Linked DNA regions of Mus musculus: all the other regions are linked to region 5. The links are chromatin contacts, called in public HiChIP or PLAC-seq and promoter capture Hi-C maps. All regions are on one chromosome and are shown on one strand. Each heading gives the region's core, a stretch centred on a gene start, on an enhancer-like site or on the middle of the called end of the contact. The rest is flanking DNA. Distances are from core to core; before and after follow the strand shown.

Region 1 (2,952 bases), core at 352-2,851, 560 kb before region 5:
AACTGTTTTAAAAGATCTGAATGGAATTCGTCACACTCGGTGGCAACACTTTCACAAGAAGATGACAAGAAAAAAACAAAACCTTAAGGGAAATATATTTTAATAAACTACTTCAAATGTTTTTTTTTTTTTAAATCTGGTAAATATTGTAACCAAAGGTATCACCGGGCAAGCAACCCAAAGGTTTCCTATCTTCCTAAACGCTTCCCCACTGATTAATTGAAAAGTAATATGTTGATAATTGCATGCAGGTGAAAAGATCACCACCCTACACATTGGGAAAGCCTTAAAGGGTTATTAAAATTAATTATTTCCTTCAATCGAGTAAGATCTGTGACACTCAAACGCACTTCTGGCTTTTCACTATAAGTGATTCTCAAAAAGGTTTGAAAAAGCCCAGTGTCGTGACAAGTTAACAAAAAGTCGGAACTAGAACGCTCCTGGGAACTTGATCACATTCCTTACTCTTTTCCAATCAACAGTTTTTAGTGAACTTGAAAAATACTGGGGAGGGTCTTTGGCAAGGAATTCAACAATATGCAACTCTGGAGACATCAGCGAAGTGTACGGAAACCAAGCGCGGAGAAAATGCTGCTTTTGTTCAGAGGCCGCCTGCGATAAAAACAGGAACTTTACAGAGAAGCTGATCTCCACAGCACATTCGCCTGACCACATGCCCACAGCCGGCATTGAGGTCCTCATTGTTATCCAAGGCACTTCTCTTGTAACAGAGCCCAGATTTAGTCCATGTTTGAAATTATCTACACAAACCCAACCCTCCCTGTACCAATCCATTGTCAAAAGAAAGAGGGTGCCGGCCAGGATTTGCATGTACCCGGTAGCCACCTCTACAAAGACTCCAAAAGGTGACCAGATAGGAAAACCTAGACTGAATGCAGGTGGCAAGAAAAGCCTGCTGCTCCCAAGGACAGAGGCGGTCTAGAGGCAGCGGATCGGGGGGTCTCTGGGTTAGCGCCACCGCTTCCGACCTCCCTCGGACCCTCAATGGCTCCCCCGCTCCTTTCTCACGCCTGTCACTGGTGAGGCACCTCGCATTGTTAGAGAAGCAGGAAGACGTGCAGCTGCGGCGTCCCCCTGCGCCTCGTTCTGAAGCCGGAGCGAGGGGACAGGCGAGCGGCCCTTCGGGAGCAAGGCAGCAGAGGGGCAAGGTGTCAGCCGGAGGGCGCAGCTTTGTCTCCAGCTGACCCGTCCCCGGGTCCTGCGGGGCCCCCCAGGGACAACAATGAAAGCCCAGCCGCGCTTCGCGGGTGGGGAGCGGCGAGCCCCGCCAGCCCAGCCGCCCACAGGCCGCCGCCCGCTCGCCCGCTCGCCCGGCCCGCCGCGCGCTCGCCTACCCTCAGACAGCTCCAGCTCCAGCTCAGCCAGCTGCGCCCGCACCTCGGGGGGCAGCGCGGCCACCGCGGCCGGCGACGGCTCCAGGCCTCGCTCCGCCATCGCGGCTGCGCCAGCCACACTCCGGAAGACGAGAGGGGGCCGAAGGAGGGACGGACTGACGCGGGCCCACACCCCGGCTACAGGATCCGGCTCCAGCCGCCGAGAGCCGCCGGCGCTGCCGCTGCCGCCGCCGCCGCCGCCGCCATGAGCGAGGGTCACGTGAGCGTGCGGCCCCGCCCCCCGGCCTGGAGCTCGTCCCGCCCCGGAGACGCAGGACGGGCGTGGCTACAGCGCCCTCTACCGCGGATCTTGGAGAGCGCAGGCTGCCGTCGCCTGCTCTGCTCTCCTTGGGAAGATGCGGCACCTGCTGCATATGACGCCTACCTTCCACAAACTCTCAAGCAAGAGGACTCCGGGACGTTGCCCTTACTTCTTCCAGTCCCTCTCACTCGGGAGAGCATGCATCTGTCATGTCTTTTCCCCCATTTTCCCTGATGGACCTGCCTACAGGCCACATCCTTCATCTACCCCAGATTCTGGATTATGCCTGCCAACAACTCTTTGATTTCTTTTTCGGTGCTTCTTGTAATCCCAGCACTCAGGAGGTGGAAACCGGAGGATCTGAAGTTCAAGGTCATTCTCTCCTCAGTGAGAGCCAGCCTGGGCTACATGAGACCTGTCTCAAAACACAAGAAAAAAGATCACAGTCGAACTTGCTTCATCTTGCCTTGACTCCTAAAGACTTATAAAAAGAACTTCTGTGGGAATAGGGGTTGGGGACATGGTTTCATTGTTACAATCGCTGGCTGCTTCTGCAGAAGGCCTAAGCTCAGTTCTCAGCACTGGGCGTCTAATGCCAGCTTGAGGACCTCTGCAGACCTCTACACACACGGCTACATACACCGCATTCGGTATAATGGTGCACGCCTTTTATCCCAGCACACAAGAGGCAGAAGCAGGCTAATCTCTGAGTTTGAGGCCAGCCTGGTCTACATAGTGAATTCCTATTCAGCCAGGGCTACACAGTTAAGACCCTGTCTGGAGGAGCGAGGAACGGAGAGGGGAGGGGGAGGAGAGGAAGAGGAAGAGGAAGAGGAAGGGGAAGAGGAAGGGGAAGGGGAAGAAGAGGAGGAGGAGGAGGAGGAGGAGGAGGAGGAAGAAGAAGAAGAAGAAGAAGAAGAAGAAGAAGAAGAAGAAGAAGAAGAAGAAGAAGAAGAAGAAGAAGAAGAAGAAGAAAGAAAGAAAGAAAGAAAGACATCTCTTTATGCAGTCTTGCCTGACCTGGAACTCTCTACTCAACCGACAAAGGACAAAGATCCACTTTCATCTGCCTCCTTGCTGAGTGTTGGAATCAAAGACGTGCCCTAGCTTGATGGGGAGTTGGGGATAGCTTTTTTTTTTTTTTTTTTAGCCACCTCAGTATGTAACCTATATGTAGTCCAAAAGTACTCATTCTAGTTTAGTATATATAAGGAAGGCCAAAAAAAAAAAATCCCTGTATTCTTTTTCCCCTCTTTTATTATTATTATTTTCTTTATTTACATTTCAAATTTTACA
Region 2 (3,038 bases), core at 244-2,743, 710 kb after region 5:
TGCCTGTGGTGTAATGAAAGCATTCCTAAAGTAAGATGGGGGATGATGCCAGGAGAATCACACAGAGCTAGCCTAGAGTGTGCACTGCAGCAGCAGAAACCAGAGATCCTGGCCCAACGAGGGAAAAAAGTCAAGAACAGCGACTCCCAAAAGGTGTCCTCTCTAACCTCCACATCTTGCTAGAGCACAAGTGCACCCGCAATCTCTCATACAAGCACACACACACAGAGTTAATAAATGGAGGGAAAAACGAGCAAAAACCAGAGCTTAACAAAGGCTCTCAACAGCATTGAGTCCTGAGTGGGGACAAATATAATTCTCTTCGTTATAAGCAAGTTCCTTGCTGTCCATCTCTTCGTTAACCATCTCTGGCTGTTCTGGAGCCTGCTCTGTAAATCAGACTGACCTTTAACTCACAGACATCCACCTGCCTCTGCACCCTAGTCTCCAGTGCTGGGATTAAAAGCTTGTGCCACCACCGCCCCCAGCCAGTCCTGTAATTTTTGAGGTAAACAAGAGAAGACAAACTGGTATAAAGGTATAAACCAGAGACAGATGTGACAAGAGATAGATTCTGTTCCCAGCCTATGTTTTGGAGGGAGAGAAGAGTTATAACGCTGCACCAAGCTCTTATACTTGATGCATTTAAAGAACGCAGTGGGGGCTGGTGAGATGGCTCAGTGGGTAAGAGCACCCGTTTCTGGCGAGGACCCTTCTAGCTCAGATTCTAACATAGCTTGTGGCTAGAGTCTCAGGCAGTGTCTCCATCATGTCAAAAGATGAGTGTCAGGGAAGGAAGGCGGGGTCCTGGGTGCGCTTTCCTGGGGATACTAAAATCCAGACTCATCTAGAGAGACTTCATGAGAGCCGCCTCTGAGTTTCTGCCCTCTGCCTTTCAGCCTCAACCTCCTAGACGACCCCATCCAGATGTTTCCTCTAGTATCTGGAATGCATCGTTCTTTCTCCTCTTCCTTTATGGGAAAGGATCTCAGAGAAAGCATCCTTAGGAACTAGGGAGCAGAGCGGATTAGCAGGTGGGGTGCGAGTGATGCGCTGTTTATTTGGAATAAGACTGGACTAGAGCAGGATACAGCAACCGTTTTCATCCTCCATGCTCCACATGGGCTCTGCTTAAGAAACCCCGGAGACTCCCTGGTCCGAGCCCTGTGGCCAGCGCAGCCAGGATGTGGCAAGGTCCCGGAGCTCGCTCTGCTCGGGAGCCTCACCTCAGTGCCCACAGCCCCCTCTACACGCCGTGCCTTCCGATCCTCCAGCCCCCACACAGGCCCCCGCCTAGGCTCAGCTTCAGCACCGGCTGCTTTTGCTGCAGCCGCTGCCATGGTGATGGGTCTCGCGAGAACTGCCGCTCGCTACCGCGCACTTCTCGCGCGATCGTGGAGGTGGGAAGTAGCCCGGGCTGGGGGTGGGTGTTCGCCGCACAGCTCCTGTCGCCGTCGCGGCTTCCGGTGCTAGGTGGAGGGCGGGCAGGAGGGAGCCGGGGAGCGGGCCAGCGGACCATCTTCACCGCGGTCGGGTCGGCTTGCGGAGCGGGAGGCAGCGGCCGGAGAGCCGGGCGGAACCTGCGGGGGCGGAGGCGGCGGTGGCAGCCGCGGCGCAGGGAGCAGGAACAGGTTCGGAGCTGGGGAGGGAAGGCGGGTCCGGGCAGGGAAGAGGCTGGGTCCGGGTGGGAGCCCGAGGCCCCCGGCCGCGGTCCGGCTCGCACCGTCTGGGCGAGGTGCTGGTGTGGGGGGTGATCCTCGCTGAGCTTGGGGACCCCAGCCCCACTCCTGTCCCCGCAGCCGAAGGACGCCGAGCTGGGGTGGGGGCGGGGGGCGCACACGGATTTGTCCTCCGCCTCCCCCGAGGGTGCGACCTGGGCTGCAGAGGTGAGCTTGGGAGGGTTGGGGACGAGGGGGAGGCAGGCTGACCTGTGGGAGGGGGACGCGGGGGCGGTGTGGCTGTTTGGCTCTCTTTTCCTTGGGTTTAAAGGGCTGCGAGGAACGCTGCCTTTTCTCTCTCCCTCCCCCGCCCGAGCTGTGGGGGAACCAAAGAAAAGCCGTGCCGTGCCGTGGTTATTCTCCTCCCTCACCCAGCGCGAGGCGTGGGGGGCCGGGGCTTAGTATCAGGGCCTACTGGTGGGGCTCGGCTGGCTGCGCACGGTCCTCACGGAGGTGGCGCTCTGCTCTGGGGTGTTGGGAAGAGGGCAGCAGGTGGGGAGAGGGTGGAGAGGAGGCTGGAGACGGGGGAGGGGGACCTGAGCTAGCTCGGAGGAGAGAGGTGGGGCCTTCCTCCCCCAGGCGGAGCGGGGGCGGTGTCACCGAAGGAGGGAGCAGCTTGTCACTGGCCCTGAGTTTGTGTCTTCCAATCCGCTTTCTTTCTCTAGGAAGTACCAGGATTCCCGGAACAGAAAATGAAGCCTTTGCTTAGCATGCCAGTCCTTTTTGAAGGAAGGAGGGGGAGGTGGGGAGGTGAAGTTCCCTGTTAAAACCTCAGGGTCCTTTAGTTAAGTCGTAACTCTTTGGAGAGACTTGTTTTTTTTTTTGGGGGGGGGGGAGAGGGTCTCTGGGCCAGGAAGAATGTAGTGGAGGGTTATGTATGTGGTCAGGACTAAGAAGAAAATAGTGAGGTCATTAGGGAGACGGGTAATGTAAAACCCGTCTCTGCCACTGTTGCATTGGGTCACCCTTGGGTCCATGGCATGAAAGTTTTATTGGGAGGAGATCTGCTGCAGGAGTCTGATTGCTTGAGTCATTGCAACAGGATAGAATCTAGTCTCTGCATACCTCCATCTGTGACCCCAGGCAGGGGGATAGGGAACTGTCTTTGCTGCCATTTTGTCTTAGACCTGTTTGGGGATAGTATCCCCACTGTGTGCTGCAGTGGCCATTGGGTTGGCCTTTGGCATGTTGGACCTGCGCTTGAGTACATTGTTAAAGGCCGTTTTAAGAAAGGCCCATCCACTTACATTCAGCTTTTCACACAAGGAGTCACTGACCTTGGAGGCAGCTGGAAAGGGCTCCCAGGTGTCACACAGTCAC
Region 3 (3,083 bases), core at 304-2,803, 560 kb after region 5:
GTGTTTTTAGACTTGGTCTCTCATTAGGACTTGGGGCTACATGAATAGGGTTCGCTGACTAGTCTAGTCAGCAGACCCTAGGGATCCTCCCGTCCACACCTCCCCGGGTTCACCAGCCTGCACTACTCATTAATTGTGGGTGCTAGGAATGGAACTTAGGTCCTTCTCCTGTTACCAACTGAGCCATCTCTATAGCTACCCCTCCCAAATGGTTTTTGCTTTGTGTTTGAGATTAGCTGAACCCACAGATGTAGAACCCAACAATGCAGAGGGCCAACTATATAAACATAAATGTATACACGGGATGTATTTATTTTGTTTTTGAGACAAATTCTCACCATGTTACTCTGGTTGTCCTAAAACATTATGTAAAGGGCAGACTGGCCATGAATTTATAGATCCACCTGCTTCTGCCTTCCTAGTGCTGAATTAAAAGACGTGTGCCACAATGCCCAGATGGTTTCTGAATCTCAAAGTAGGACTGGGCCAACCTCTATTTTCTAGTTTCAAATTAAAACGTTAAAACGTTAAAATGTTAAAACATTAAAATTAGATAAAGGCTATAAAGAGAACAGCACATAGCAGGGAGTTAATGTTTGGGAGTTAATGTTTTACTCAACCCACTCACCAATATTCCCTGGGATATTTCCTCAGTTTCGGGATAGCCTGGGCCTGGTAATACATGCAATCAACTAGGAAGCTGAGAATTCAAGGGTAGCCTGGTTTGCATCGCAAGACCTGTCTCAACAAAACAAAAGTTTCATGACATTTTTAAAAAGTCTCCTGTTTTTTTGTTTTTGTTGTGGTTTGTTTTTTAACTATTTGTTCTCTAATACCCTAGGCCTTCCACAAAAATAACTGTGTGAAAGCTGTCTGGAGTGGCAGGGAAACTCCAATAACAAATAAAAAAACGCATCGGGCAGTGGTGGCACAAGCCACTAATCCCAGCACTTGGGAGGCAGAGGCAGGCGGATTTCTGAGTTCGAGACCAGCCTGGTCTACAGAGTGAGATCCAGGACAGCCAGGGCTACACAGAGAAACCCTATCTCGAAAAACCAAAAATAAAAATAAAGAAAAAGAAAAGAAAACGCTATGGACCTTTGGGTTACAGGCAGCCGTCCCTTCAGAAGACCCCGTGGTGCTTACATCTTCTCGACGGGCTGACCTGATCCCAACCTTATTCGTTTAAACTAAAATCCTGACGGATACACATCCTGGAACCAACCCTCACATCTCAGCCGTGGACCACAAGGACTCTTAGTTTTAGAACAGCTTCGACAGGCCAAAAACATCCCGCCTCCTTTCCCAGAATGTCCTATCAGCGCACTCCTAGCGATGACCGACAGTCTACGAGGAACCAGTAAGTTCCGCTCCTCTGAAGAAACCCGCCCAGGCCTTGTGTCGTCACTGGGCACCAAGCCTGGCACTTCCGCGTAGCCGGGCGGCGGGTACTTGCGTTGAAACGTGCTTGCGAGTGACCCCACCTTAAAGGGGAGGGGACCGAGGGGGACCCGAGCCCTTTAAGACTAGGCGGGCTGGGGCCTGCCCCTTTAAGGGCGGGGCGTCCGACCGCAGAATCTGAGCCCCAGATTACCTTGAGTTTCCGTCACGGGCAGCGAGGAGAGGCGCTTAGGCTGGGTCCGGGTGCTTGGCGGGCGGCGGCGGCCTCATCCCCGCTCGTCCTCCCCGGGCCCGGAGACACCCCCGCCCCAGTCATGCTGAGCAGAGTATGGAAGCAGCTGACTACGAAGTGCTATCCGTGCGAGAACAGCTGTTCCACGACAGGGTCCGCGAGTGCATCGTGAGTCCGGGACCTGGGCGGGAAGGGGCCGGGCCGAGGTGGGAGGGGCGCGCCGCGATGGAGACGGGAAGTCCAGCTGCCTGGGCTCCGGAGCACCTCGACCCCTGCGAGCGCCGGGGCCGGGCCGGTGAACTCCCGGTCGGGTCGGCTGGGTCCCTGAGCCGTAAACAAAGCCGCCGGGTTTCCGTTCCTCGGCCGCTCGCCCCTCCCCCCGCCCCTTCTACTCCACCCCCGTGGGCGTTCCTGGCGATGGGGGTCCTCTAGTGTGGAGCGTTTGATCCTCTGGAAAAGGATGGATTTGCTTCGGGACAAGTTAGTGTGCGTGTTCCCCCTTAAAAGTAGATGAAGGGCAACCATGGTTGATGTTGAAATGAAGGGAGACTCGGTCACATTGAGCAGTTAACCGGGGACATGCGATGGTGGCGCGAGGGGCGAAGGAAAAGTGGGAGCTGTAGTGGGTCCTCCCACTAAGGAAGAAAGAAGTCCTGTCCGACGAGATGGGGTTGTAAGAAGTGGAGATGGAGGAACACCGAGGTTTCCCCGCCTGTTTTCTCTCCCCTGTAGTAGTGGTTGTTTTCATTCCTTCTGTGATTGAATCCTGGGCCTCTGGCATGCAGCATGCCAAACACAAGCCAATACAATGACACACACCCCGCACGACTTCCGGATAATTTGTTTGACACTCAGACTGGGTTTCCAGCCATCCCGTGTGAGTTCTCATGTGTGGGTGGGGTGGGGTGGGGTGGGGTGGGGGTGGGAGGGTCCCGGGTCCGCAGTGATCCTGAGCGCATCTAGCCTGTATTTCTTATTCTTTAAGCATTAATCTAGAATTGCAGTTGAACTTTCCATACGGCAGTGTACTACTCTAGGGTAGGAGCACCCGTGGGACTTAGGGAAATCTATTTTCCTTGGGCCTGCTTTGAATGATAATCTCTTTGTCTGCTGGGTTTTTTTGTTTTATTTTGTTTTGTTTTCCCAGAGAGCTCTGCACATACTAAATGAAAAGGGAAGGGTTTGGAGGAGTGGAAGGAGATCTTACTGAATAAAGGGGAGGGCTCAGATGGTGTCTTTCTTCATTTTTCTCAGGCTGAGCTTTAGGCTACCCCTTGGCATGCTTAGATTGAAGAAACGGTAAAGGGGACTAGGTCTGCCCTTACCAATGAGGGCATACGAGTATCTAGCCCCAGGATAAGAGTCGGGTAGCATCTCTTCTGTGTTCCTTGGGAGAGGTACACATTGGGGATTGGGCATATCACGGTGGGGGGCCAGGGGGGGGCACATC
Region 4 (2,995 bases), core at 204-2,703, 750 kb before region 5:
CTGTACCAAGTCCTGTGGTTTTCTTTCCTTCCTGGGTGAGGGGTAGGAGGTTGGTTTGGTCTTTAGAGCCTCTGCCGCCTGAGCTGGGGTTAAAGGCTTGTGCCACTACGCCTGGATCAGGTCCTATTTTAATACATTTGTCTTGCCTGGCTCGTTATCTCTGAATTACTTAACAGCTATGTTTACTAGCCTGCCTGTTTCTCCCAGCTTTAAGCTCTCTAAAGGCAGTGCCTGTCTGCAGTAAAGTGTGCTCAGTGACCAGCAGACTGTCACGAGTGAACAGTAAATATCAATAAATATCAAGTACAGAGACTTCTCAGCTGGTGAGTGAGGAAAAGGCGTCTTAGCTTCCTTCCTTGAAAAAGATGTTGAAGGTCTGGAGAAATGGCTCAACAGTTAAGAGCACTGACTGCTCTTCCAGAGGTCTGAGTTCAATTCCCAGCAACCACATGGTGGCTCACAACCATCTGTAATGAGATCTGACTCCCTCTTCTGGAGTGTCTGAAGACAGCTACAGTGTACTCATATAAGAAAAACAAAAAAACAAACAAAAAATCCTAACATAAGCCGTGTTCGAAGCCAACCTGGACTATGTATGTATGTATGTATGTATGTATGTGTGTGTGTATGTATATATAAATTTATTTAAGGCCAGTTTGGTAAGCCCTGTCTCAGGCAAAACTAAAAACGCTATAATAAACCGGACCCGGCGACCGCGTCTGGAAGTCCTGCACCATGAACTCTTCGCAACAAATCCCGTCTCAAAAAGAAAAGGCGGCTACCGAGACTCTTTTAAGTTTCTATCATAACTTAGGCGGCCAGCGGCGAGACTCCCGGAAGGAGAGGAACGCCGTGCCCCGCCACAGGGCGGGTTGCCTCGGTTTTCCCAGTCATGGAGGCGGGAGCCCAAGGCCGCGGCGTCTGCAGCCTGCCGGAGGCCGCCGCTCGGCTTTTCTTCCCGCCTCCATGCGGCGCGGGCCGAGCCAAGGAGCGCGGGAGGCCCGGGGCGCCTCTCCCAACGCGCCCCGCGGAGGCGAGGGGAGCCTAACGCCCGGGCGCTCGGGACGCGCGCGACCGGAAGCGCGCGGCCGGCCCCACCCCCACCGCGCCCCTCCCCCACCGCCCGCCGAGCCGCGCGCGACCCCCGGCCGGCGCGTGGCCGCCATTGCGTCCCCGCCGGCGCCGCCTTCCCGCCCGGGCCGCCTCGCGCTCCGCCGCGCCCCACTCACCCGCGGGGCCGCCTGGCCGCTGCCCGGGGCAGGAAGCTCCACTCCCCCGTCCCAGGCGGCGCCGACTTTACTCCTCACTTGCCAGCCGCGCACCGCAGCGAGGTGGCGCGCGTCCCAGGGGTCGGCGGGGTGCGGGAGGAGAGCGTAACTCGAGAGCCAACCGTCGCGGCTACCGTTTCCCGGCCGCGAGGGGCGTCGCAGGCGGCATGATCCGCACAGGCCGGGGGCCGGGGCTGGGGGGGGGGGGGGGGGCGGCCGAGGAGTGCGCGGGAGCGTGGGGAGGGGCGTGGCCTGCGCGCCGGCGTGCTGCGTCACCGCGTGGTCACGTGAGCGCCGCCATCTTGGCGAGCTCGGGAGCGCGCGGGCCGCCACGGGGACGCTGGGGGAGCTCCGGGGATCTTGGGGCAATGGCGCGGGGTCCTGACCTCCCTCTCTCGCGGGCGGGACAGCTGACCCTCGGCTACCTGCTCTGTTTAAGTAACTGTAAAACCTTGCGCTGCCATCTTAGTGCTTCGGAAAGGACTTAGCATGTCCTTGTGGGGAGTTGACCTTCATACAGATGCCTTTATCTCAGCCTTGGCAAGGTTCTGCTAGGGCATCATAGCGGTTTGCTCGCTCGCTTGCTTGTTTTTAGCATGCCCTCTACAAAGTGCATTATCAAATGTTTTGAGAAGTTGTATTTGACACCTTCCCTCCTAATAACTGGGTGAGTGAAGACTTTGGTTTTGAGCCTTCAGAACATACGATGTGATGTAAAACTGAAGCGTTTAGAAGGGCTTATTAGACTCCAGGCACCGTGATTCAGCAAATATTGCCCAATAAAGCTAAGGCCGATGACTACCTTTAAATAGAAGTACTCGGGTTTTGACTGATTAGGCTAGTTACCCAACCTCTCTGGAGTCGCTATCAAATTTATGGAAATTGCCAGGCGTGGTCAGCTGTGCCTCTGACCCCAGCACTTTGGGTTGGCAGGCACAGTGCTATCTCTTATCTTCATAGAAAGTTCCAGGCCCGGCAAGGCTATACAAAGAAAGCCTGTCTTAAAAAACTATGGAAAGTACAACACTAAGTCAGAGTCTCAACATTATGGAAAGTGACCTACAAAGTAAGGTCGGGGGAAAGCTTGCAGATACCAGCCTGGCCTGAACAACAGGCCAGCAGCAGTCATTCCATCACCCATAGTGTTTTTAAAAGGGGTCCTTTTTTTGAGATTATATTATCATTTCTCTCTTTTCCTCCCTCCAAACCTTTATTTTTTCTTTTAAAGATATATATATGTGTGTGTGTGTGTGTGTGTGTGTGTGTGTACACACATATAAATATATATTTGGTTTTTCAAGACAGGGTTTCTCTGTATAGCCCTGGCTGTCCTGGAACTCACTTTGTAGACCAGGCTGGCCTTCAACTCAGAAATCCGCCTGCCTCTGCCTCCCAAGTGCTGGCATTAAAGGCGTGTGCCACCACGCCCGGCCTATATTTATTTTTTATGTAGCTGTCTTCAGACACACCAGAAGAGAGCATCATATCCCATTACAGAGCCATCATGTGGTTGCTGGGAATTGAACTCAGGACCTCTGGAAGAGCAGTCAGTGCTCTTAACCACTGAGCCATCTCTCCAGCTCTTTCCCCCCTCCAAACACTTCTATACATTCATCCTTTCTTTCAAGTGTTTGCTTTTTAAATATATTATTGTAAATTTTGTGTGTCTGTGTGTCTCAGATGGGGAATGGTATGCGCACAGGTTTCTTCAGAATCCAGAAATGAGC
Region 5 (3,267 bases), core at 667-3,166:
GGACAGCCAGGGCTACACAGAGAAACCCTGTTACAGAGCAAGTTCCGGGACAGCCTGGGCTACACAGAGAGACCCTGTCTTGAATGGGGTGGGGAAGAAGAATGAAAAAGAAAAGAAAAAAATTGAAACAAATCAAGCAGAGATCAAAATATAAAAGTAAAACTTGGGAAGAAAAAAATAGGACCTTTCTTTTCAGTTGGACATGACCTATATTACCTATTATAATCCTATCATGTGGGAGGTGGAGGCAGGAAGATCAAGAGTTCAAAGCCATTCTCTGCTACATAGGAAGTCCAAGAACAACCAGGACTACTGCACGATCTTGTCAAAAAGTTAAGCCAAAACACATTTGTGGAGGTGGGGGGGGGGGGTGGTGTCCCTAGAGACCTGTTGGAACCCTGTCGGTCCTTGTATAGATGCTTCAGTCTCTTATAAAGTTTAGCAAATTTTTGGCTTAGTAAGCTGGGAGGTCTCCATAAAATGGGCTGGTCAGAACACAGTGCCATGGGTTGATTCTAACAGGCTGGGCTCTCCTTACCTCTAAACCGAACTTACTGCTTAGGCCATGTGGTGGTTTGAATAAAAATGGCCCCCATAGGCTCATATGTCTGAATAGTCACCAGAGGGTGGGACTCTTTGAAAGGATTAGGAGGTGTGGCCTTGTAGGAGGAAGTTTGTCACCTGAGGTGGGTTTTGAGGTTTCAGAAGCCCAGGCTAAGCCTGGACTCTCTTTTTGCCTATGGATCAGGGTCTAGCTCTCAGCTACTGCTTCCCACCATGATGATAATGGACTAAACCTCTGAAACTGTAGCAAGCCTCCAATTATTTTTTTAATGAGTTGCCATGGTTACCTGTCTCTCCACAGCAATAGAACAGAGACTAAGGGAGGCTGACTCCTCAGTCTCTCTCCTCACCAGCTTTCCCCACCCCAGACCACATTTAAAAAGCTTTTAAAGTATTACTATTTCCTAGCGTGTGTACACGTGTGTAGAGTCCAGAGGCGGATGGCAGGCATCTTCTTCGATCATTTCCCACCTTATCTTTTGAGACAGAATCTCTCAGTGGGCCTGGAGCACACACCAACGCAGCTAGGCTGGCTAGCCGGCAAACTTCAGAGATCTGCTAGTCTGGGATTACAGGCATACACCATTACACCCTGCTTTTTATGTGGGTGTTTGGGATCCGAACTCAGGTCCACGAGCTTACCCAGCAAGCATTTCCTGATTGAACCATTTTTACAGAGTTCGGCCCACTTTTGGTCTTAAGTTTATCTCAACACATCTCTTTCAATTTAACTCTGTTCTCCCATTTTCTTTCTTCCCCCAAACAGATACGGCTTAGTCACTTGCATCTTGTACAGTTTTCATTCAACAAGTATTTACTGAACAACCGTGCGCCAGGATTTATGATAAATATAGGAGGTTCACAGCTGAAAAGTATCAATGTAGCAACTCCATCCTCTGGAATGAAGTCTATAGTTACTATGTCTGTCGGTCCCCTTGTGGCACCTTAAGTGTTCTAGAGCTTCCAGCTACGTTTTCTAAACCAGGCTCAAGTTCCTGTGTCAGTGCATTGTTGTGTGACCCCGTCACAGGCCCCACACACACACATACTCCCCAGACAAGGAATCCCCCTTCCTTACAGCTCACTTTGTGTATCTGAAAAGAAAGAAACTTGGACCAACTTCACTTTCAAGACCCCCACAAACTCCTTGCTTTGGTCAGTGGCCCAAGGTTCAACTCAAGTTGGGCAAGTCCGTTAAGTAAGAGGGGACGATCACGGCCTCCAATAGGATACCGAAAGCCCCGACTAGGCACTGGGGTCTTCTCACCTACCTAAACTCACCTTCTTTCAGACCTCTACCCTAGGCGCATGCGCGCTGGCGCTGCGCTCGCCCCCTCCCTCCGCGGGCTCCAGACTTCCGGTTCCGCCCCAACCGAGGGACAGAGCGTGATGGCCGCAGACGGGACATTGTCAAGAGGGGGCGTTGGAGAGGCTGTGGAGGAAGAGCATCCGGGGGCTCTGGAACCCGGGGCCGCCCCGTTCGGAAATTTCCCTCATTATTCCCGCTTCCACCCTCCCGAGCAAAGGCTCCGCCTTCTGCCCCCGGAGCTTCTTCGGCAGCTCTTCCCTCCCGAGGGTCCCGAGAAGAGGCCGATCCTAGGGCTCGACGTGGGGTGTAACTCCGGGGTGAGTGACGCGGCAGGGATCGGAGCGCCGGGAGCCCAGCGATGGTCAGCCTCCGCGTCCTCCGTGGTGCTGGCCTGGGCGTGGCATCAAAACTCAAAGCCCAGAGTGGGCTTTTAAAGTATAGCCTTGACAGACACGTGCACGTCCCAGCCCTCCCTTTGGGGCCCCACGGCCGAGTGAGGAATTTTGAGCAATCCACAACTCATTCCAAAAATTCCCGCCAGACCGCTGGGGAGGAGGACCGTCTGATCTGGACTTCCGGCGTTTGCCTCCTCTCTTGCTTTGCTGGTCTTCTTGGCTGGGGAACGGGGATCCCCTTCCCTTCCCCCCCCCAAAAAATCTGGGAATCCTGATTCCTAAAAGATAAGAGCCAGGGTGACGTAATCACGGCTGAAACTTAAGGCTGTAGATATACAGTGCAAGACAGACCTGGAGCCAGATCCTTATTTACTTGTGCTAACAGAGTACAACGGTGAACAGTAGAGAGGGATCAAGAAAGAAAATAGATCATCCGGCCAGAGGAGGAAGCCTTAACCACCTTTCCCACCGCAGAGTGTTTTCAGACATGTAATGATTAGAGTCAAACCGCAGCAAAAATAAGGAAATAACAGTCTCGCCTATTTGTAGCTAGTTAGTGGATGTCCCAGTGAAGCGGGCAGTTTTATCCAACATTACAAATGGTTAGGACCCTCCGCCATTCGCTCCACATTCCATCACCAGAGTCCAGGGATAGACCTTTTGCCCACGTGTAATTCTAGCTCTCAGAAGACAAGCATTCCCACAAGTCTGAAGCTAGCCTAGGCTACTAAGACCATGTTTCCAAAAACGACAAAAAAGAGACATTGGTGGGTGGTGAAGACCTTTGAGGGTCTCAGTTGAGGAGAGCTTTTGGTTATAGACTACAGTAACCAGCTGGGTGTGTGTCCCTGTAAACGTGTCACCGTGGTATAGGAAACCAGCAGAAAAACAGAAAAGAAAAACATTTTTAAAAAAAAGATTTTAAAATTGTAAACAGTATATACAGAGCCACAGTAGAAAGGACACGGTTGCAATTGACTAAGGCAGTTGTTCTCAAGT
Region 6 (2,902 bases), core at 67-2,566, 680 kb after region 5:
GAGATGACCCTGCTTTTCCCTTAATCCCGGAAGCGTCGCTTTCCTGGGCACCCACCTCGGTTGACGATCTTGCCGAAGAGGTGGGGCCCCGGAGCAGTGGGGCAGTTCCAGCGGCGGTTTCGGAATTGCCATTTGCACTCTCGCACAGCGCTCTGGAGCCCTCCACTCACGCTGTGCAGGATCCCCGGGTTCTGTCGGATCAGTCGCCGCTGCTTGCGGCTCAGCAGCTGCAGACTGGGCTCGAGCACCAGCTGCAGACTCTTGGAATCCGTCAACAGGTTCGTGGAGGAGGCTATGTTCACGATGCCCCTGGCGGGATGCATAAGGGTTCAGTCCAGGGGAGGGGACCTGCATCCTAACCATACAGGCTGTACCACCCTATCCTTGCCTGGCCCTGAGCTCCAGAGTCTAGTGAGTGGACAGAAAAGGCATGGCTACCTTAGCTCTTCCTTTCTTCAAGTCAGCCCCCGAGGAGAAACCCCACCTGCAGCCTTGCCCACCTTGAAAAACTTAGGAATTCCACTCCCTCACCTCAAAGCTAATATCTGGTTTTTTTTTTTTTTTTTTTTTTTTTTTTGGTTCAAGACCTAAGGGACACCTGAGCACCCACCACAGCGAGGTTGGGACCTGTTGCTCAGCAGAAACGGGGTCGTATTAAATGGGAATGGTCTCTGAGCCTGGTGTATCTGGGCTTCTGCATGCCAATGATGTGCCCCCACTTCAGCAGAGCTAGTTCTAGGTGTGAGCACCCTGGATGTGAAGTCACAATGCACGAGGGGGGTCTGTAGGTTGGTGATCCCCACAGCGTGGGAGCTGGGTAAGGCCCGTGCCTGGCTCTTTGCCCCAGGACAAGTGGCGGACCCCGTACTAGCTCACTTACCACCATCGGCCACTACTGTTGGCAGCCAGGGCTGCGGGCAGAGCGGTCAGTGCCAGTAGCAACGTAGTAGAAACCCAGCTGGGCAGCAGCGCCCAGAGCCCCATGGCCTGCCTGGCCTTGCTGGTTCTGTGCTGCGGTTCTGACGACTGTGGTTGCTGTCCGCGACGGTGGGACTGGACACAGCGGTGAGGGCAGTGATGCGAGTTCCCAGGCTGGCTCTAATAAGTCTGGAGGCGGGCCGCAGGCAGCATGGTTCGCTGTCCTGGCTGCTGGGCTGAAGCAGCCACTGCGGGAGGCACCGCCTCTTATAGGCCTCTTATAGTTGCGGCGCTGACTGCAGTGAGAAGAGGCTGCCCCTCCGGGCCCGGGCGGCACTAAAAGCACCAGGGCGCACTGGTCAGGGCCACAGACAATGAGTGGCGAGCGAAGCTGTGGCTCTTGCCGGTCTGAGCAAAGAGCTGACAGGCTAACCGTCGGGGCTCACCCCCGCCCCCTGCCTGGTGGCCCCCGCCTCCAGGTCTGCACTGGCCGCCGACCCCTCCCCTTGGGATGGCCTCCCACGCGCGCCGGCCTCACTCTTCTGCGCGTCCGGAGCCCGTCGGGGACCAGCATCCGCCAGGGGGCGCGGAGACAATGCGCTGGGGACAACCTGTTTGCAGCCTGGATTGCCTCCCCCACACGCGCCGGTGGGGCTGTCCTCTCGAAGTCCGTCTCCTCTGTCCCCCCTACGCTGTGGTCTCTTCTCTTCCCTATTCTGAATGGCAGGATGAAAGTTGTGGTTCTAGCCAGCGACTCCGTGGAGACACTTCCTCACCCAGGAACCCCGACGGCTGGACAGAGAAGGAAAAGAAGGAGACAGAGCATGGGTGGAGCTGTGGTCAGGGATTCCCGGGCGTGGGGTGTAGGGGTAGGCTGAGCAAACCGAGCTGGTGGCAGTGAGAAACTCAGAAGCGCCCAGCAGTTTGCCTCTGTGGGCTAGGGGGAGTGTAAGCGTCGGTGTGTCACCCGTGAGATTAAGTCAAAGTGTACATGTGTTCTGAGGGTGCACGCTCCTGTGTATTGGTGTATCCAGAAACTTCTAACGAAGAACATTTTGAGCCCTTTCCAAATAATTGTGTAATTTGGCTCAGGACAGGGAGAGCATGAAGTCATTTTGTTACAGTCACCACTTAACGCAGTGTATCAGGAAGGAGGTGGGGCTGTGACAGGAGACGTCCAGAAGGCTGCAATTGTGTTTGCAGGTGGGTGCATGAGTGTGTGTGTGTGTGTGTGTGTGTGTGTGTGTGTGTGTTTGTGATTAACGACGTGCACTCATAGGTGTCATTCTGTCGCTCTGGGTACCTAGTGTCACCCTATGGCACCTTGAGTCAACCTGTGCTTATCATTAGATGTGCTAGTCATGAAGATGAACCGGGCTTGTTTCTCTGGCAACTAGGCTCAGAAAGGATAGGACCACCAGCCGAGTAGCTGTCAGATGGAGCTGAAGACCTGAGGGAAAGAATGCTTGTGGGAAGAAGCTGGCTCCTTTTGGTTTTGTTGTTGCTGGTTTTGTGACCGGATCTTGCTGTGTGACCCTACCTAACATAAAGGTTTAATATGTAGAACCCATGATGGTCCAGTGACTGCTGGGATTACAGGCCTATTCCGCCACCGTACCTGCCCAACTCAAGATGAACATAATTGGGGGGAATGAGAGATGGCTCAGTGGCTAAAAGCACTGACTGCTCTGCCAGAGGCCCCGGACTCTGTTCTCAGCACCCAAGTGGTGGCTTATAGCCACCTGTAACTCCAGTTCCAGGGAATCAGGTGATGTCTGAGCCCCACTGACACCAAGCACACACAGGTGCACGTATACATACATACATACATACATACATACATACATACATACATACATAAAATAAATCTCCTGAAACAGTTTTTTAAAGAAAGATTAGCAAATTTGTGCCTCCATGTGTTTCCTGATTTTAGTTGGATTTTTTTTCTCCCAGGTTTCTGCAGTGTCCCCACCCCCCACCCCCA
Region 7 (3,054 bases), core at 434-2,933, 990 kb after region 5:
GGGCCAGAGGCAGTTTATACAGATAGCACCATTGGGAAGACTCCATCAGACCTAACTCTTCTCATGCAGTCCTCTCCTGTGTGGTCCATGGTCATCTTTCCATCCCCACTGAGTCCCCATGGGACTTGCTCAGTGTGACAGAATTCCCGTTCTTGTCCCATACCCTCCCAGTCCTTCCGGGTAGAACACAGGAGACCCGCAGAGTCAGCATGCTTGCAGTGTTTCTGAGCATGCGTCTCTTTCCATTCAGGGGTTTCTGTTCATCCATCTTGGGTTTCACATCCTCCACACGAGTTTCAGTCATGCTGTGTTATACACTGGTTACACTGTGTAGAGGGGGATGGGGTTGAACAGAGAAGAGTGTCTCTGTCTCTGAAGATTTACAGATAATAACCAGTTGGAAGACTTCCAGTTTATAAGTCTTAGGTGGCTTGGTTAGGATGGAGACCTCGGGAGACGTCAAAAAAAAAAAATCAGGTTCATAAAATGAGCACAGGCAGGAAGGAGGGAAAGGATTATTGATGCCATGAGTGTAGTACTCCATGACAGAAAATTACAGGAATTATTTGAAACTAGTACCTGGCCCTGACTTGCTTAGGGGAGATACCTATTATAGCTTACCCAGGACCCTTTCCTGTCTGTGGCCAACCTTCGCTATCAAGGACCACTTACCCAAGAACAATGTTGCTATGAACAATGTTGCTATGAACAATGTTGCTATTAACAATGTTGCTATGGAATTAGCCTTGGATTGACACAATGTCTTAGTGACACCAAAAAGCATCTAGCTAGTTATGGCAGAGGCGATTGAGGGCAGGGCGCTTGGCAGTTTCTCTCTCTCTCTCTCTCTCTTTCTTTTTATTTTTCTTTTTTTGTTTTTTTGAGACAGGGTTTCTCTTTGTAGCTCTGGCTGTCCTGGAACTCACTCTGTAGACCAGGCTGGCCTCGAACTCAGAAATCTGCCTGCCTCTGCCACCCAAGTGCTGGGATTAAAGGCGTGCGCCACCACTGCCCGGCGCTTGGCAGTTTCTTATAGAACAGCTAGATATTTTTACACAAAACTTTTCACATTATCTATCTCCCTCCATAGGAAGTCTTGGGATCCAAGTAGTAGTTGAGTCTCATGCTAAATGCCACCATGTTCCATCCCTTTTCCCAAGGCTCTCAGTTATGAGTCTCCATATCAAGGGGCTTTCCTGGACTTTGTCCTATGGCTAGGTTGGACAGACAAATATCACCTTTGATCCTAGGATGTGATACATCCCCTTTCCACGTTCTGTATGTGTTTAGGGGTAAGCATGGAGTTGGCTGTAGCCAACTGTGTTTTCCAGTCACCTCCCTTGTATTGTCTCTGAAGCCTCCTTTGTTCCAAAAGTAGGTTAAGGAAATCCTGCTTCCTGGAAGCAGCCCTAAAAGAAATGAAGGTTTACCAGAGCCAAGTGAGAAGCTGGGTCATGTGTGGAATTATGTGGGAAGAAAACAATACTTGGTATTGACTGGATGCAGGAGATGGGGGGAGGGTGGCAGGATGGAGGGAGGCTGGCAGGCTCAGGGTTTCTATTTTGGCATAAGCATCTCTTCATCATTGTCTTCCTAGAGAGAAGGCCCGGTGCCAGGAGGCCAGAGGCCTTCTTCATACATAAAAGCAGATGAAGTGAGCGGTGTCTGCATTACAAGGTCCAGGAGCAGTCAAAATGATGCATTTCGTTCCTTTGTTCCTGGTGTGTATTTTGTCGTTGCCTGCCTTTCAAGCCACAGAGCTTACAAAATGCAAGGTGTCCCATGCCATTAAAGACATAGATGGCTATCAAGGCATCTCTTTGCTTGAATGTGAGTTCATACTACGTCCCTGCTTCCTTCCATTCCCACCTCTCCCTTCTCCTCCTTCTCTGTCTCCTCGTGGTGTGGTCTCGTACCTCTTCTTGTTCTGTCTTGACCTCTTGTATTCAATTACTTCTCCTGCCCTGCCTGTCTCCCATTGTCTGGCCTTTCTCATTTCACCAAGATAATCTGGACTTCACCACTTTTGGAGATTGGTTGGGAAGCCCCCCCCCCCCCCCCCCCGGGAAACCAGTGTTTCAATTATGGTACTCTGAGACATCTCTGAGAAAGTTCTTTCTTCTGTCTCCCTCAGGGGCCTGTGTTTTATTTCATACCAGTGGCTACGACACACAAGCTGTTGTCAACGACAACGGCAGCACAGAGTACGGACTCTTCCAGATCAGTGACAGATTTTGGTGTAAAAGTAGTGAGTTCCCCGAGTCGGAGAACATCTGTGGCATCTCCTGTGACAGTGAGTATCCTCTTTCACCACACTCTTCTGTATCTCTACAGCCTGCCTCCGAGTCCTCCCAGGCAGCCTCCTTGTTGGTACCCAGCATGTCTCAGGTGTGCTGGGTACCATATGACTTGAGATAGCAGTGCTTAGTAAGAACCTGGTCACTGGTCATGATCTCCACATGCCCAGAGAGTCCCCTAAGGTTCAGGGAAGGGTAGTTTGGGACACTTGTGAGTCTTGAAGTCTGATACGCTGTATTTTCAGGGCGTGATGAATCTGATGCTGTCTCGTGAGGTGTCCTAGGGAAGGGAATGGAGTTCCCATGGAGGGGAGGCATTATCAGACTGGCCGTTTCATATAGAAAGTCTCTAGGCCAAACCTTCAACTCAGAACCAGTTCCCCTGACTCTGGGGCCAGAGGAACCAGTCCACTGAGCTGTACTTCTTATTTGTCTTGTTCCTTCCTGCACTCTGTTATAACAGAGTTATTGGATGACGAGTTGGATGATGACATAGCGTGTGCCAAGAAGATCCTGGCTATCAAAGGAATCGACTACTGGTAAGTCGTCGTCTTTGCTCTCTTCTGACCTCCCTCTCCAGACCATTTAATTTTGGATGGAGTCTCCAAAACAAAACTCATCTAGAGTCCCAAAGGTCTACATTTAAAATGCTTCTTCGTGTCATTTTTGTGTGACAACTTCCCCGATATGAAGTTCCATGTTGGAAGACTGATGTCCAGGACTCTCTTCCCCTGGCCAGTTCTCATCCTTAAAGCCC

What was found. Promoter capture Hi-C pulls out the DNA fragments that hold promoters and counts their contacts. HiChIP or PLAC-seq counts read pairs in DNA pulled down with a chosen protein or histone mark. Capture Hi-C pulls out chosen DNA fragments and counts their contacts.
Region 1: a contact with region 5 is called in an H3K27ac HiChIP or PLAC-seq map of microglia, with 4 times the contacts expected there. The contact joins the promoter of Dip2b here to the promoter of Bcdin3d in region 5. A contact is called at or near these places in 1 of 39 promoter capture datasets (liver) and 3 of 115 datasets of contacts at active chromatin or transcription factors (embryonic stem cells, microglia and neural tube).
Region 2: an HNF4G HiChIP or PLAC-seq map of pancreatic cancer cells shows a contact between it and region 5. The contact joins the promoter of Arf3 here to the promoter of Bcdin3d in region 5. A contact is called at or near these places in 1 of 39 promoter capture datasets (liver) and 1 of 115 datasets of contacts at active chromatin or transcription factors (pancreatic cancer cells).
Region 3: a contact with region 5 is called in an H3K4me3 HiChIP or PLAC-seq map of embryonic stem cells, with 4 times the contacts expected there. The contact joins the promoter of Lmbr1l here to the promoter of Bcdin3d in region 5. A contact is called at or near these places in 1 of 39 promoter capture datasets (hippocampal neurons) and 2 of 115 datasets of contacts at active chromatin or transcription factors (embryonic stem cells and pancreatic cancer cells).
Region 4: a promoter capture Hi-C map of liver shows a contact between it and region 5, with 4 times the contacts expected there. The contact joins the promoter of Atf1 here to the promoter of Bcdin3d in region 5. A contact is called at or near these places in 2 of 115 datasets of contacts at active chromatin or transcription factors (embryonic stem cells and memory CD8 T cells) and 1 of 9 other capture datasets (liver).
Region 6: a contact with region 5 is called in a promoter capture Hi-C map of liver, with 6 times the contacts expected there. The contact joins the promoter of Wnt1 here to the promoter of Bcdin3d in region 5. A contact is called at or near these places in 3 of 39 promoter capture datasets (liver and pre-B cells).
Region 7: a promoter capture Hi-C map of pre-B cells shows a contact between it and region 5, with 3 times the contacts expected there. The contact joins the promoter of Lalba here to the promoter of Bcdin3d in region 5. A contact is called at or near these places in 2 of 39 promoter capture datasets (liver and pre-B cells).

What each region holds. Positions count from the first base shown.
Region 1 is chr15:100,037,313-100,040,264 of GRCm38.p6, reverse strand. Dip2b (disco interacting protein 2 homolog B) reads right to left here and starts at 1,601. Exons shown (of 38, transcript NM_001159361.2): 1 at 1,356-1,601. The coding sequence starts at 1,455.
Region 2 is chr15:98,761,573-98,764,610 of GRCm38.p6, reverse strand. It overlaps Arf3 (ADP-ribosylation factor 3), which reads left to right and starts at 1,493. Exons shown (of 5, transcript NM_007478.3): 1 at 1,493-1,631. LOC115488470 reads left to right here and starts at 2,565. Exons shown (of 1, transcript XM_030248862.1): 1 at 2,565-3,038. The coding sequence starts at 2,699.
Region 3 is chr15:98,916,568-98,919,650 of GRCm38.p6, reverse strand. It overlaps Lmbr1l (limb region 1 like), which reads left to right and starts at 1,553. Exons shown (of 17, transcript NM_029098.3): 1 at 1,553-1,801. The coding sequence starts at 1,730. Gm41396 (a long non-coding RNA gene) reads right to left here and starts at 1,682. Exons shown (of 5, transcript XR_001781764.2): 1 at 1,595-1,682; 2 at 629-738.
Region 4 is chr15:100,226,317-100,229,311 of GRCm38.p6, reverse strand. Atf1 (activating transcription factor 1) reads right to left here and starts at 1,453. Exons shown (of 7, transcript NM_007497.3): 1 at 1,230-1,453.
Region 5 is chr15:99,473,379-99,476,645 of GRCm38.p6, reverse strand. Bcdin3d (BCDIN3 domain containing) reads left to right here and starts at 1,916. Exons shown (of 2, transcript NM_029236.2): 1 at 1,916-2,190. The coding sequence starts at 1,954.
Region 6 is chr15:98,788,271-98,791,172 of GRCm38.p6, reverse strand. It overlaps Wnt1 (wingless-type MMTV integration site family, member 1), which reads right to left and starts at 1,316. Exons shown (of 4, transcript NM_021279.4): 1 at 881-1,316; 2 at 56-309. The coding sequence starts at 984.
Region 7 is chr15:98,481,312-98,484,365 of GRCm38.p6, reverse strand. Lalba (lactalbumin, alpha) reads left to right here and starts at 1,683. Exons shown (of 4, transcript NM_010679.1): 1 at 1,683-1,830; 2 at 2,135-2,293; 3 at 2,761-2,836. The coding sequence starts at 1,695.